Regions from separate parts of the Capsicum annuum genome. Here region 2 is linked to region 1. Evidence: chromatin contacts called from public Hi-C data. All regions are on one chromosome and are shown on one strand. Each heading gives the region's core, a stretch centred on a gene start, on an enhancer-like site or on the middle of the called end of the contact. The rest is flanking DNA. Distances are from core to core; before and after follow the strand shown.

Region 1 (6,758 bases), core at 4,211-6,710:
CTAGTATTACTAAAAGAACTTTAATAACATGGAATAAAGTGTGTTTACCTAAAGGGGCAGGTGGACTAAATATCACTAATTTAAATGTTTGGAATCAAGCAGCAATATGTAAACTTCTCTGGGCATTAAGTTAGAACAAACAAAACTTGTGGATAACCTGGATCCACTCTTACTATATTCAAGGGGGGAGCTTACAACATATGGAGAGACCCGCCCAGGCTTCATGGATGGTGAGGAAAATCTTCAACATGAGAAATTCTGGAATAATGTCATCAATAATGAGCAGGTCGTACACAAAGGAAAGTTTAAAATTGTTGCAGCTTATAGAATACTAAAAAAGAGATAAAGGATGTAAACTGGAAGAATTTGGTATGTAGCAGTGCAGTTGAACCTAAACAGGTGTTCATACTTTGGCTATCATTGCATAGAAAGATTAGAACCAAGGATAGGTTGCTAAACTGGGGACTCATAGAAGAAGATATATGTCCGTTCTATCATGCAGAAAGGGAACAAACGGGTACCCACTGATTCTTTAATTAGGAAAATTTTACTATGCATCTCATACGCCATGTCATAGTTGTATGAGACACTTCCTATTTTGACAAATGGATCTTTGGCCCCACCTGTCAAGCAGTTTTCCTTGTCCCCTTTGCATTTTCTTTTTCTTTTTCATTTCCACTGTAAACCTTTTTTTTTCACCATTCATTTTTTGCTCTTCTTTTTTTGGGATTTACTTTTTCTTTTATTTTCTTTCTTTTTATCTTTTTCGTTCAATTTTATTGCGTGCTCGTGATATCAAGGAAAATGAAAGCTTTTCTCTTTAGTTCTTATTTGTAGATAATTTATCACCAAATTAAATTTATGTAATAATCATTGTATTTTTTGCATTTGTCTCACTTTTTTTAGGTCAATTTCAATTTTTTTTTATTATTAATTTTTCACGTGACATATTTAAAATCGCACGAGTTAAAAAGATATTTTGATATATTTTATATCTTTAAAATTTAAGATCGAAAACTTTAAAAATCTTTGTGCCAAATCAAAAATCAGACAAACATATTAAATATAAAGAATACTATCTCTATCTGTTAAATATACAAACGATCACTCAACTTATAATAATTGACCGTCAAAGTCACTCAACTTTATTTAGTTAGTTTCCATTGCTATTTTAGCTCGAACTACAGTTTTTAGTTTTTAATGATGTGACAATTCTAATTTTTAGAGAAAAAATTTAAAAATTAAAATTAATATTTAACTTTATTTAGGACCGAACCTATTTAAAATTCGATCCAATTCTTAACATAACCCGCTTAAAATATTTTTTCTATATAAAAGATGCATTTAATAAAAAAATATATGATGGTTCTCCATATTTGATATTTTTGAAATTGCAAATAGAGTTGGAATTGTGTTTGACAACAGTATTTGAGAAATAGGATATTTTTGAAGTAAAAGAATATATAAAAAGTGAAAATAAACTTAAAAAAACAGATTTTTATAAAATTTAAGTTATTTTACGAAAATAAAAAAATAATTTTTAAAAAATAAATTAAAATATAGAAACAACCCCAAAATAGTGAAAACACCTCTTGAGGTGTTTTTCAAAAATTCAAATATTATGAAAATATATTTTATAATATTTATGGCTAAATAAATATTTTAAAATAAAGTAAAAATATATTTTAAAATATTATAAATAATATTTATAGTCTAACGTATATTTAGTATCAGAAGCACAGGAAAAGAATTGAAAGGAAAAAAGAAAGAAAAGGTAACACCAATAAAGAAGAGCAAAAAATGATTTTTCAAAAAAAAAAAGAAGGTTAATAATAGTGAAAATGAAAGAAAATTCTAAGAGGAATGAGAAAACATTAGCCTGACAAATGGGGCCAAAAACTCCATTTGTCAAAATTACACATGCCTCATACAACTATGTCACGGCGTATGAAATGCATGATAAAATTTTTTCTTTAATTATTCTTTTACTAGGGAAATCTGGCAACAATTTAATTATCCTTTTACTAGGAAAATCACCAATTGGATAGGTGGCTCACATAATGTAGCTGACTGGAATGAGGAATGACAACGGGTGAATATCCAAGCTAGACGAATGAAGACGTGGGGTCCATTCTTAAAGCAGGATTAGATGTGGTAATACATAAGGTGTGGATAGAGAGGATTGCACGGGTATTTCAATGAGTGTACAAAATCAAGAGGCTATTCTGCATGATGCAAAGATAAATTTATGTACTAGACTTAGTTTCAATAGGAAGTTTTTTGAATTGTCATGTTCAATCAAGTGATGTAAGTAGTAAGTGGAAGGTTTTATGGTAGTATAGGCAAGTTGAGAGGGATAGGCAGGATGTGTTGTACGCCCTGTATTGTTAAGCATTACTGGTGATTAATAAAAATTTTAATTACCAAAAAGAAAAAAAATCAACCTTAACTAACATAACGAGACTGATATATGAAAATTGTTTGGCATATTAGCTCCACTGAAAAGAAGGATACAATAGTATTAAACACCAATACAAACTACGGCCATGCTAATCGCTGCTAAATCACACTATTAATAGAAGTGGATTCAAAAGTTAAATGTGTCGATGCGTCACCACATGAAGAGTTATTATATCAAGTGGTTAACCAACTTGTGTCTTTATTATCTCAGAAAGTCACTAAACTTTAATCTTTACTTAAAAAGTCACTTAACCTGTATTCTTCTCTTAGAAAATCACCCACCTTCAATTTTTACTTTAAAAGTTGCTCAACTCAAAATTGAGCGACTTTCTGAGGGACTTTTGAAGAAATAATTAAAGTTAAGTGACTTTCTGAGAGAAAGTCATAAATTGTGTGACTATTTAGGATATTAACTAATTATATGAATAATTTTTTCTTTAACTAACATAAATATGTCAATTTCTTACTACAAGTTTGGGATAAAACCATAGAGAAAAACAAGCCAAAAAATAAAGAGAAAAAATAAAAAGTAGGCCGTAACTGGTAAAATATAACATCAAGAAATTAAAATTTGAAAAAAAATGCTAAGATCAATCGAACTAAATGTGATCCCCCTAAATGTTCACTCGTGTACCATTAATCAGCTAATGAAACTATTTTAGCTTTTTTTTTTAGGGTGTCAATACAGAAATATATACAATATTTATAATATATGTATGTACGTGCATTTTTTCTGAGGGCCAAAATACCAACGACTCCTTATTAACGCGTGCTTGAAACCCTTGTAACCAGTCATAATGAGGATACACAAAAATTAAACTAAAAATTACACAAATACACAACTTATGTTTTCAATATTATAAAAAATCTAACTCCCTAAATATGTTACAAAATTCCAACATATACACAGAGTGATATGTATATATCGACTATGTTATGTATATTAATAGGGAGAGAGAGTAAAGTAATTAAAAAAATAGAAGAGAGTGTAATTAATTTCGGGTTGGTATTTATGTTATTTATATAAAATTAAAAGAATGTAGAAAATTAATTTAGCCAATCTAGCTAAAGATACATTAATATGTTTAGGCCATTAAATTCTTTATTCTATGACAAGTTGACAACAATGCTATGTAAATAAAAATTTGTAAAAACTTACATAAATTTCAATTTTTTGAAGTTAATTATTCCGTATCACAATTCTTCTTAATATTACTAAAAAATATTGATTTAGTCTACACAAATACATCACTTAAATTTATAAGGATACATCATACTCTTTCGTATATATCACTTAAACTCTTTCGTATATATCACTTAATTTTGTACAAATACATTATATTTTTTCAGATACATCACCAAATTTTACATAGATACATCACATTCTTCTATGATATATTCGAGCTTTTAATAGAGAGAGAAAGTAAAATCAAGATTTGTGTAACTGTTTAAAAGAATTGAAATTTTAAATAGTTATGATAAGTTAAGTAGTGATCAGGAGTGGAGCTACATGTGCTCTCGGGGGTTCATTTGAACCTCCTTCGACGAAAAATTATACTGTTTTAATACTATTTTTACATGATTGAAAATATTTTTTTATTCATATATAGTAGATGTTGAACCCGTTCGACTAGTTCGTATATTTACTTCTAAACCCCCTTAATGAAAATCTCGACTCCGCCGCTGATAGTGATATTATGTAATTTTTCTATGTATACATTTTGTAAACCTAAACTAGATGACCAAAGATATGGGGCCGTAATTTTCTCTATTTAATATCATAATTCAAAAGATATTTCTTTCTTTATAAATTTTGTACCTAATCAAATTACATCATATAATTTGAAATACATCAGTAAAAATTTATAAGATTAACCATATTGTTACTCGTCTTATTTTCCACAAAGATTGCCAGAAAAAGCATGAAGGATTAGACATATGAACGTGTATCATCAAGGCATAAACTGGCAACTACACCCTTAAGTAATCCGTTTGTTTGGACTACTGTTAATAATGAGAGCCTCACACACACAAGTCAATATCTAAAAATCGAGAAATATTTGACATTCTTGGTTTCAGTGCTTAACTATATCAATGTCACTCGTTGACATTCATTTAATTAATACTAAGGGTAGTATAAGGAGCTTTTTATCTTGAAGGCTGTTTATATTAGTCTATTGCCCCCAAAAGATTCTTCTATTATAGAGAACTTAGGGAACAATTTAGCGACACAAAATCAGCTGATACGTTTCCTTTTAAGATGAAATTACGACAATTAGGGGAAAAGGCATGTTCACAGCAAGGTCAATTTTGCTTCCAGCAGTTTTCCAGGTAATAAGGATTATGTGGTGGGCCATTTATAAAGAGTTTAAGTTATGTGCGTCAGTGCACAAAATATTCTACACTATCACTTAACTTGATCTGCCATTGCAGGTTACCCAATTATTTACATAAAAAACTAAAAAAGAAAAAATTAAGTAACCTGCAATAGCAAGTCAAGCTTACATGACAGTGCAGAATATTTTGTATACTGACGGGGCACCAAAATTTAAATTCTTTATAAAACCACATTCCACTACTAGCTTATCATAATTCTACTTGTGTAAATACTATTTAAGAGCAACAAGGAGAAAAGCAGCAATGGCACTCCAAAGATGGAGTAACTAAAGCTCCCGCTATGCCCGGGTCCGGGGAAAATGTTCACAACAAGACCATCAGCTCTGCTAATGAAACCCAGTCGATCGAAGTATTAAGTAACATCTCCAAAAAGCGCAATGGTATCCAGAGATCGAGATTCAAGAATTTACTTTAAGCTGCAGCTGGATATGTCGGAGAAGGAAGACATGGAAGTTCATACAAGGTCAGAGTTACGTTGTTAAACATCGGTCACTAGGATTAAGGGCTGGGTAGGTTCAAAGGATAATGTCAAGGTGGATTAGAGGATACATCAACTGAAACATCCTCTTTCTTTTTCCCCTTGTTGCTTCTACCGTTTCAAGCAAGAGATGCTAATGATTATATAAGTAACAGCAGAATGGCAGTCTCTTTAAACATCCGTCGTATATTTTGGTCTTTCTGCGGAAAACTCACTATATTTTACCTTGTAATAAATCAATTCCCATTTGAAATTCAATCAAGCAGTTGAAGAATTAGTTTCAAAACACTTAAATTGAAGCATAGTAGTAATAGAAAGCATCTTATACCCTCCTCCTTTTCCTATAGACAGGTAGAAGATGGTAACACCGCCTAGTAAAGGTGACTGTGTCTCAATATCAGGCTGGGCACCTTCTTTCTCTTCAGTTCGTTACAGGAAGAAGAAGAAAGACAAAGTTCTATCCAGTTGAGGATCATTAGATGTTGAACAATTTCTAGCAGCATTCCAATACAACAAAATTAAGGAAGTATAACAACTAATAGAATATCTTTTGTCCAATTATATGAAACAACAAAGATACAGCAACCAGTTCGATCTGAAGGTAAATGATACTGTAACTATTTAAATTAAAAGCATTTGACTTTATTGTTAAACAATAGTAACATATAGCATAACAAACAGAATAAATAAAGGACTTAATACGAAGTTGGTGTTACCCAAATAGGAGGACAAAACGAACTGAGGGAAACACCATCGTAATGCGGCTGGATGCTGCCATCTGCTACGTCCGCCTCCTTCTTCATAGCAGAGGTATGATTCAAAACAGTCGTCTGTAAAATAAATATGATTGGGCTTGATTCCTGGAAATTGAGAAGCTTGGACTGAAAGAGAAGCATTAGCACCCAAAAAAAAAGCCATGTCTCCTAATTCCTCAGTTTCAGTCACTTTGCCAGTCACTAAATCGACCTGAAAAACTCGAAAATCTGTTGTCCCATATGTGAACTCACCGTCCCCCAACAATTCGCGTTCATCCGGCCTCAGCGTCAATGGAAAGCTATCGCAATCATCTTCGATTGGCCTAACTCGAACACCATATCGCGAAATTACAAATAATGATCCTAGTGATTCTAGGATGTACAAGTGTTCTACAACTCCTTGAGGTTCAAATGGTATCTGCGCTATGATATGACCTTGAGGGCCAACAACATCATCAACATCACAAACTAGTACTTCACCCGAATAATTCACGGTATAAATTTTGCCATTAAAATACAGCAAATCGACAAATAGATTCTGATAGGTTCCTTCCCAAACAACTCTAGTCTATCTCAAATCTCCAGGTCTCCAGAAACTGAGGAACCCCATGCCCCCCTCAATGACCACGAAAACGTAATCGGATGTATGAGAAGGACTAGCTGATAAA
Region 2 (7,772 bases), core at 2,827-5,326, 35 kb before region 1:
CTTAAGGGTAAGGAATGTGTAGTCCTTGAAAACCCGAGGGCAAAGGTGTCATTGACTCCTTGGGGTAACGTTCCTAAATGTCCATCCTTGTTTGACACACTTGTGCCTAAATTACATGAATTTCAACTTGTGGATGCCAAGTTGTCTAGTTGTTTGAAGGAAAGAATGTGTATGTGTTTAACTGCTTATTCTTCACCTGTGAATTCCTTTGCACGTGATTCTTTCCTATACTACCTCTTTGCCTATGATGATGTCCATGCTAGTTTTGGATTTGTTTTATGTCGAGGTAGGAAGTTTGTTGGTCTGTCCATGTGTGTGTGTGATAATGCTATATGGATTTTATGGACTTTAGAAACAATCGAAACACCCCCCTTGGTGTTGTCTTTTGACGAGATAAAGAAGCAATGGTGTCTTATGGCTTATAAGATGAAGGAAGTTCTACCTTGTGGATTATTTGATGCCATTGGGACCTATGTAGTTTCTTTATCTCTTGGTAATTCCCATAACCAAATCCTTTGTGCACCTTTTATTGGGCTTTTAATATTTAATTCAAAGAATCCTTGGTTATATTACAAATATGTGCAACCTTGGCATGTTGAGATGATTTATTGTGCTAACCCTAACCCTCATGCCATGAGGAGTTTGTATTTGTTTTCCCTCTCTCCGTTTTTGCAAGGTTTGGATTCGAGGTCAAATCTTTTTCAAGAAGGGGAGGATGATACGAGAATAATGGCAACCTTAGCTTTCGCCGACATCATTCAAAGTTACTATGTGAAGAATCAAGCTTTGGTCGCATGGAGGGCACGGGATTATACTTGGAGGGGACGTTTTGAGCCTACCATTGATCAAACCCGAGTGTGGAAGATTGCTTGGAGAATTGAAGACTTAACCACCTTTGTTGGTTCACGGTTTTGGTTCCCTTTATTAAGGGCATTTTGGTCACTAATCTTTGTCCAAGAGACACTCCATGACCATCCCTCCTCATTAAGGGCATTAGAGTCATTTTGTGTTCATTTTGTAATAGATTATAAATAGGCTCCTTTAGTCTTATTTTCATTAGTTTATGAAAGATAAAATATTGAAACACTTAAAATCCTCTCTCTTGAGAGTAGACCAACTTAGTGTAGTTCTAGTATAGGGCTTGGAAAAGCTAACATTGTTCTTTGCTTGAAAACGGTGGATCTTGAGGTGAGTTGATTCCCTTGGCGGTCACCGTAAGCGTGTAGTTTTGATTATTACATTCATTAGGGGTTTTTGAGTTTAATACACTCTTTAGTTCTTAATCTTGTAATAATCTTGGTCTCACTATCTATCTTTTACTTGTGTTGTTGTTACCTTGTGTAGTGGACTGTTTTGGGTCATTTATTGAATCCGAAGCTTGTGTTATTGTTGTTGATATTGTTCATCACGTTTTATAGCTGTTTTGGTGTTGAAATACACCCTTGTATCTTGTATTCTTGTTGTTGGTAGCGAATCCGAGTGTGGTCTCCATCTTGGTCCTCAAATCCTTAAGATTAGTGGACTGATTTGGAGTGTGATTTCGTGTTTCCATTGTCATTCCCGTATCATTTAGGAAACCATCTTGAAATGTGAAATAAAAATGAGAAAATATCTTCTTGTTGGCACATATAGCAACTGGGTCACAATATTCATTGAGTCCGCAAGAAACTCTTACTTGTTCAAAGTACCACTATATTTATGTCAAGCTCAAAGACATTGTACATCGATTGCACCAGAGTTTAAATGGACGAGATTTTCTAAATATTGTTAGATTTCGGATACCAACAAAACTTAATAGACCGAAAAAGATACGTGCTAAGCTTGAAGATGCCTCATTACCTTTTTCTAGTTTAAAATAAAGTAAAAAGCTGAAGAAGCCCTCTATTTCATACTGATGGTGATCTTTGCTATTCATAGAAACTCGATAAGAAATGACCTCGTCTGCAGAATGTTACCTTCTAATCAAAATCTCTATTCCGACAGCAGAAAACTCTCCAAGTTTAGAAGGAAAAAACTCAAATATTCCAAAGAACCGCTGCTATATCTCCTTTAGGAAGAACTATTGAAACTAAAAACAAACATGAGAAAATAGCTTCTTCGTAGATTTTCAACGCTGCATATCAAATAGTGGTAGCCTAGAATGTCTAATTGTCCCTGCTACCTAAGCACTAAATATAGCACTTAATCCAGCGAAAAGACATTGCTTCTGCAAGCTAGTGTACTGTACCAATATTTTTACCACGGCTTCTTCTTTGGTACTTTATCCAAGTCTTCATCTTCATATGTCAATGAGCAACTGAATTAATTCATGTGCATCAAATCATCAAGTTCTTTAAGAGATCAAGACAGCTACATCTACTAACCATAACCTTTTGAATATAAGTAATCCTAACACCTAATATTCTGCAAAACTAAATGAGCAACCTAAATTAAATATACCCTATCTTAGTATTTTCCTTCAGAATCAAAAAAGTTGGTGTCCAGTCGCTAATACACGTAAAGTAAGATAGCAGCTACGGTTTTGTATCCCAATAACTAAAGCTACTAACCGAGATTTCCTTCCTCTGGATCCACCAGACACTTAGATACTCAGCTATCATAAATGTGTCTCAATGTCTTGTCATGGCTATAATATCTAGAGTTGGTAAAACAAGCTAGCTTGGTCTCTCATAGCCTAGATATACAAGATTGCAACAAGGTCTTGAATCAGTCGTCCAATAATGTGGCAGAATTTGTCAACGTTAAACTAGCTAGATACAAGAACAAAACTGATATCTGATATCTCTTCGCAATGTACCTAAAGGCTACTGTTTCATTCCCCAATAGATTCACAATGAAACATATTTCTTCCTTGTTGAACTCTGAATTTACTTACTCAATGCATTTCAGATTATGTGTTAGGGACAAAGTGAGAAATTCAATCCATAAGAAAACATAGAGATCAGAAAAGTTCAACAGATTTTCAAATGTGAACTCACCTGCATACATTCGCACAGTGTTAACCCTGGCAACCTCCTTAGCCAATGCCGGTAGCTCCTGTCCCAGTACCTTCCCTGATCCTCCATCTAGGCAAACAAAGGACAATTATATATTTTTTTTGAAATTGCACATAAAAGTAAAGCAATAAATAACAAATTGGCAAGTCTATGAGATATCAGGTTCAAATTCCAACAGAGACAAAAACATTACTCCCTCCATTCCTTTTTAATTGCTCCCCTTGTTTTCCATGAGTCAATTTGACTAGTTTCAACGCAAAATTAGATTAGATTAATTTGATTTTCTAAAACTGAAACTTAGATGTTCAAAAACTACACGAAAAGTAGTATAAATTACAATTTTCCTTTTTCCAATTTGATTAAGAAATGCAACTTAAAATGTTTGTCAAAATTTATAGTGTTCGACCCTAAAAATGAAAAGGGAGCAATTAAAAAGGAATAGAGGGAGTAGTTGATTTCTTCTCATCTGTCTGGTCCCAACACTACAGTTATAAATAAAAAAATGGCAGGTGTACCTGATGAAGAAGAGCAAGAAGCTAAGTGAAGATCTCCTAATTTGGCATCAATATCACTGAGAAGAGCACCAGTTTTCTCCGAACGGGAATCGTGATTGATCAAATAGTTCCGGAGCTGTGCATTGAGATCCGAAAGGTTTTGATCGAGTACATGACACTGATTTCGGAGCTCCGAAAGAAGAACCGGAGCCTGTTCAAGGTCTTCTTTCGCATTAATCTTCGCGTTTAGGAAAGAAACGACGGAGGCGGAGAGAGATGATGGCGGAGGTAAATTTCGAATTTTCTGATCCATTTATTAATGCATTCGGATGTATAATTAATTAAAAAAAAGGAATCAAAATTGCAATGTAAAGTGCAGTGCAGTTAACGGCTTTGAGACTTGGAATACATGGAATTGAAATGTGAAACAGCACCAACAGGCAAGCCCCTATAACCAAAAAAGTTGAAGTCAACTGGAACACAGCTAGGGAAGAAGATGCTTTGCTGATTATTTCGGTGGATCGGAGAGGGTTTTGGTTTTGACTTTTTGCGGAATTAATTAATTCTGATTTGGCCGCTGAAATGGGAATTTAACATAAGGGCAACTTCGTCATTATATTTGTTCTAAACAAAAAAAAAAACTTTGATAAATGATACATATATATCGTTCGTCATACTTTTAGTACAAATACACTCCTGCTGTTAATAATTTGGTACAAATATACCGTCCTAACTAACAGCATGTCACGTGTCACGATCCTAGCCATTTACCCATTTTTATACTGAAAAGGTACAAATATACGCCTGAACTTTGATAAATGGTACATATATACCCTTCGTCATACTTTGGATACAAATATACCCCTACCGTTAATGATTTGGTACATATGGGCCCTCTTAACTAACGGCATGCCACGTGTCATGATCCTAGCCATTTACCCATTTTTATTTATCTTACCCTCCAATAATTAATCCACTATAATTAAAAATCCACTACCCGACCCATTACATTCCAACCCGACCCGATCCAAATTGAAGCTTCTAAGAGACGCGTTTATGCCAAAAGCTTCTGAGCCTCAAAATTGAACGGCGGATTGATGCAAATGGCAGCGACGAACCAAATCTGAAGGCATTTTAACCCTACAAATGCGTATCTTACCACTAAACTGATATCCCTAATAAATTTCGACCATTCTTTGCATAAAGTCATCCGCATTTTCCTCCTGATGCAACGGACATTCTACTTTTTTTCATTAGAATCTTGAAGTTCAATTACACCTGAAGTCTTTGGCATATACTCTCGCACAAAGTCAACTAATATAATCTGCAAATTGTGATGAGTTTTGAAGTATGCATCAAGAAGAATGAAAGATTAATATGCATGAGTATGAATATATTGACATACAGAATAGTTTACAGAGAAAAAAAATTGACACATTCAATTTAACCTCACCAGAATCTGATTTCTTACTACGTTATAACCTCCAAGAGTCATCATGAAGTAAGAATTTTCTCGCATAAATATTTTGGCAGCATTTGTTGCCCTGTTTGCTTCTGCAGCTCTTAGAAGCTTTAGGCGTACACGCGTGAAGCTTCAATTTGGATCAGTTAGGATGGATTAATTATTTGGGAATAAAATAAATAAAAATGAATAAATTGCTAGGATCGCGACACGTGGCACGCCGTTAATGAGAAGGTATATATGTACCAAATCATTAACAGTAGGGGTATATTTGTACCTAAAGTATAACTGGGGTATATATGTATCATTTATCATAGTTCGGGGATATATTTGTACCTTTTTCGTAAATAAAATGGATAAATTATTAGGATCGCGACACGTGGCACGCCGTTAATGAGAAGGATATATATGTACCAAATCATTAACGGCGGGAGTATATTTGTACCTAAAGTATAACGGAGGGTATATATATACCATTTATCAAAGTTCAAGGGTATATTTATACCTTTTTCGAAAAAAGAATAATCCTTGCTTGATTGGACTGCCTTAGTTAAAATAATTTTGAAGTCGAAATAAATTTTAGGTACTATAAAATAGTGTTTGATTAAAATTTATAAAAAAAAAAATTAAATTTATTTTAAGCTAAAAAAACAAAAGGGCAAAGGCTCAAATATGAACTATTGAAAATGGCTATCTGTTTCATTCGTTATAAGTTTGGTTTATCTATGTCAAACTTAAAATATTTGAATCTTTTCCCAAAACGAAAAATATAAAGTCCATCCAAATAGATTGTAGTCTATTTTCCTTGCCGTATGGTATAAAATTATATACTACTCCATCCGTTTTAAAAAGAATGATCTGTTTTTCTTTTAGTTTGTTTAAAAAAGCATTACCCCTTTCCTTTTTTTTTTTGCAACTATTTAATTTTAACTTTTTTCATGATATGTTTAAGATCACAAGATTGAAGGATTTTTTGGTATATTTAGCATATCTTTAATTTAAAATTAGAAGATTCAAAAATCTTCTTTATTTTATTAAATTTCGTGTCAATTCACATTAGATCATTCTTTTTTAAAGGGAGAGAGTAATACTTCAATATATAAAAGTATTATCAAAAATAAAAGGGAACTTGCATATATAATGTACGCATAGAAGAAAGCTGCGAGAAAAGCCATTGCGATATTGAAAATGGGATGTCATATCTTTCGATGTCACTTCTTTGCACTATGATATTCTTCTATTTTCATGTAACAGCGAAATATTTTCTTGCATTCCTCTCACTATGATATTCTTTTATTTTTGATGAAACATTAAAATAACATCTTGCAAAAATGTAAAATAAAATCATGTATAATAGACTTTGTGATTTGATCTTTTGACCTTTTTCAAACCCATGAATAGCATAGCGAGCAGTCTAGTGGCTTATTGACTATCTAAATCGAGTCTTGCCTCATATTTCTCATTTTCATAATTTTTCACTCATATTTTTTTCCTGTTTATTGCTATTTTTTTTTTAGCGTTGCCCACTTCTTTTTTAACAAACATAACATAAAAAGAAATTGTTTTGGATCTCGATATTTGCTTTAGGTAAAGCTAACACTTCATATTAAATTTCCTTTTCTTTTATTTGGTTTAGTTTAGTGAATTCTGGTCAATGGTAGAAAATCTACTATGACTTGGAATGATATGCAAGAACCGACACTAGTGACATTTGATTATCTCTATTGATAATCCCTTAGAAGTAGTAGGACATTTAGGGGTCGTTTGGTAGGACGGATAAAAAAATAATTCCGCAATAAAATTTGAGATTAACTTCATCCCATGTTTGATATAAAGTATTACTTAATTTCTGAACAATTTTATCCCACCATTTGTACTAAAATGGTGGGATTACTATCCCATGTGAAGGGAAGGATAAAATAATTCCATGGAATATCCCAGATATCCTTACTTATCTCATCCAGTGTACCAAACGACCTCTCAGCGTAAAGCAAAAATTTTGAATTTTCCAGAATTCGTCCATGAATCCAAGCGCAGTGTTAAAGTTGCACACATTATTGTAGGCCTGTTTCTGAAAACTTTCCCAGCGTCACTGTTGGAACTGACTGCACAAAGATTTTCAACCTTACCCTGCTTGGAAAAAAAAGTTAAAATGGGTAGGGACACCTACTGTGGGAGACCCCCAAAATAAAAGGTACTCTAACAAACAAAATGGGATCTCTGATAGTTAACAGAATGGTACTTTGAACGACAAAAATCTGTACCCACCATGCTTCACAGTCTTCAGGATTATAGAGGACGTGATTTTGCAGAGATTGTTCTTTCCAAACAAATATGGTGTTCGAGTTAGCCTGCACACATCTCGTCTAATATAACAAAATATATATGATATCTACCATCATCCCACCAATGCAAGTGCTTGTCCACCAAAACTTGGACAAATGAGGAAATACTATCTTGTGCTTTCGATGCTGTCATCTATTGATAAAGAAAGAGAACCACAGAAATACTCGACCTACTATAGTAGCACAGAAAATACATGATAGACACCTCTACCATGAAAGCGGGACAGAAATCAAAGGTTCATGTGACATTATAGCATATAAATACCCATCAACAACAGCGCCATTCGTAGGGATACCTTTTTGGGACAGAAGTGAAAAAACACTGTGGCATTTCGCGGGCAGCATGAGACTAAGTAACTAATAAGAATACATGATAGACACCTCTACCCAAAAAACATTATATTGCATGCATAAAATGCTGGAAAGACGGAGAAAATACAATGCATAAGCACAAACGAACAGTTTCATGGAAGAA

The links. A called contact is a pair of places that touch in the nucleus more often than the background predicts.
Region 2: a contact with region 1 is called in a Hi-C map of leaf, with 2.5 times the contacts expected there. The contact joins the promoter of LOC107862522 here to the enhancer-like site in region 1. A contact is called at or near these places in 4 of 5 Hi-C or Micro-C datasets (bud, leaf and placenta).

What each region holds. Positions count from the first base shown.
Region 1 is chr3:249,984,078-249,990,835 of UCD10Xv1.1, reverse strand. It overlaps the pseudogene LOC124897174. Among protein-coding and RNA genes, the nearest start is that of LOC124897175, 5.4 kb to the left of the region's middle. Within about 2 kb of position 5,460, at least 3 of the 5 cell types and tissues checked have an H3K27ac peak or open chromatin away from gene starts, as enhancers often do. A contact at or near this core is called in bud and leaf, where this site is marked.
Region 2 is chr3:250,016,739-250,024,510 of UCD10Xv1.1, reverse strand. LOC107862522 (RINT1-like protein MAG2) reads right to left here and starts at 4,076. Exons shown (of 4, transcript XM_016708126.2): 1 at 3,512-4,076; 2 at 2,979-3,065. The coding sequence starts at 3,803. It overlaps LOC107862521 (F-box/kelch-repeat protein At1g74510), which reads right to left. Exons shown (of 2, transcript XM_016708125.2): 2 at 7,765-7,772.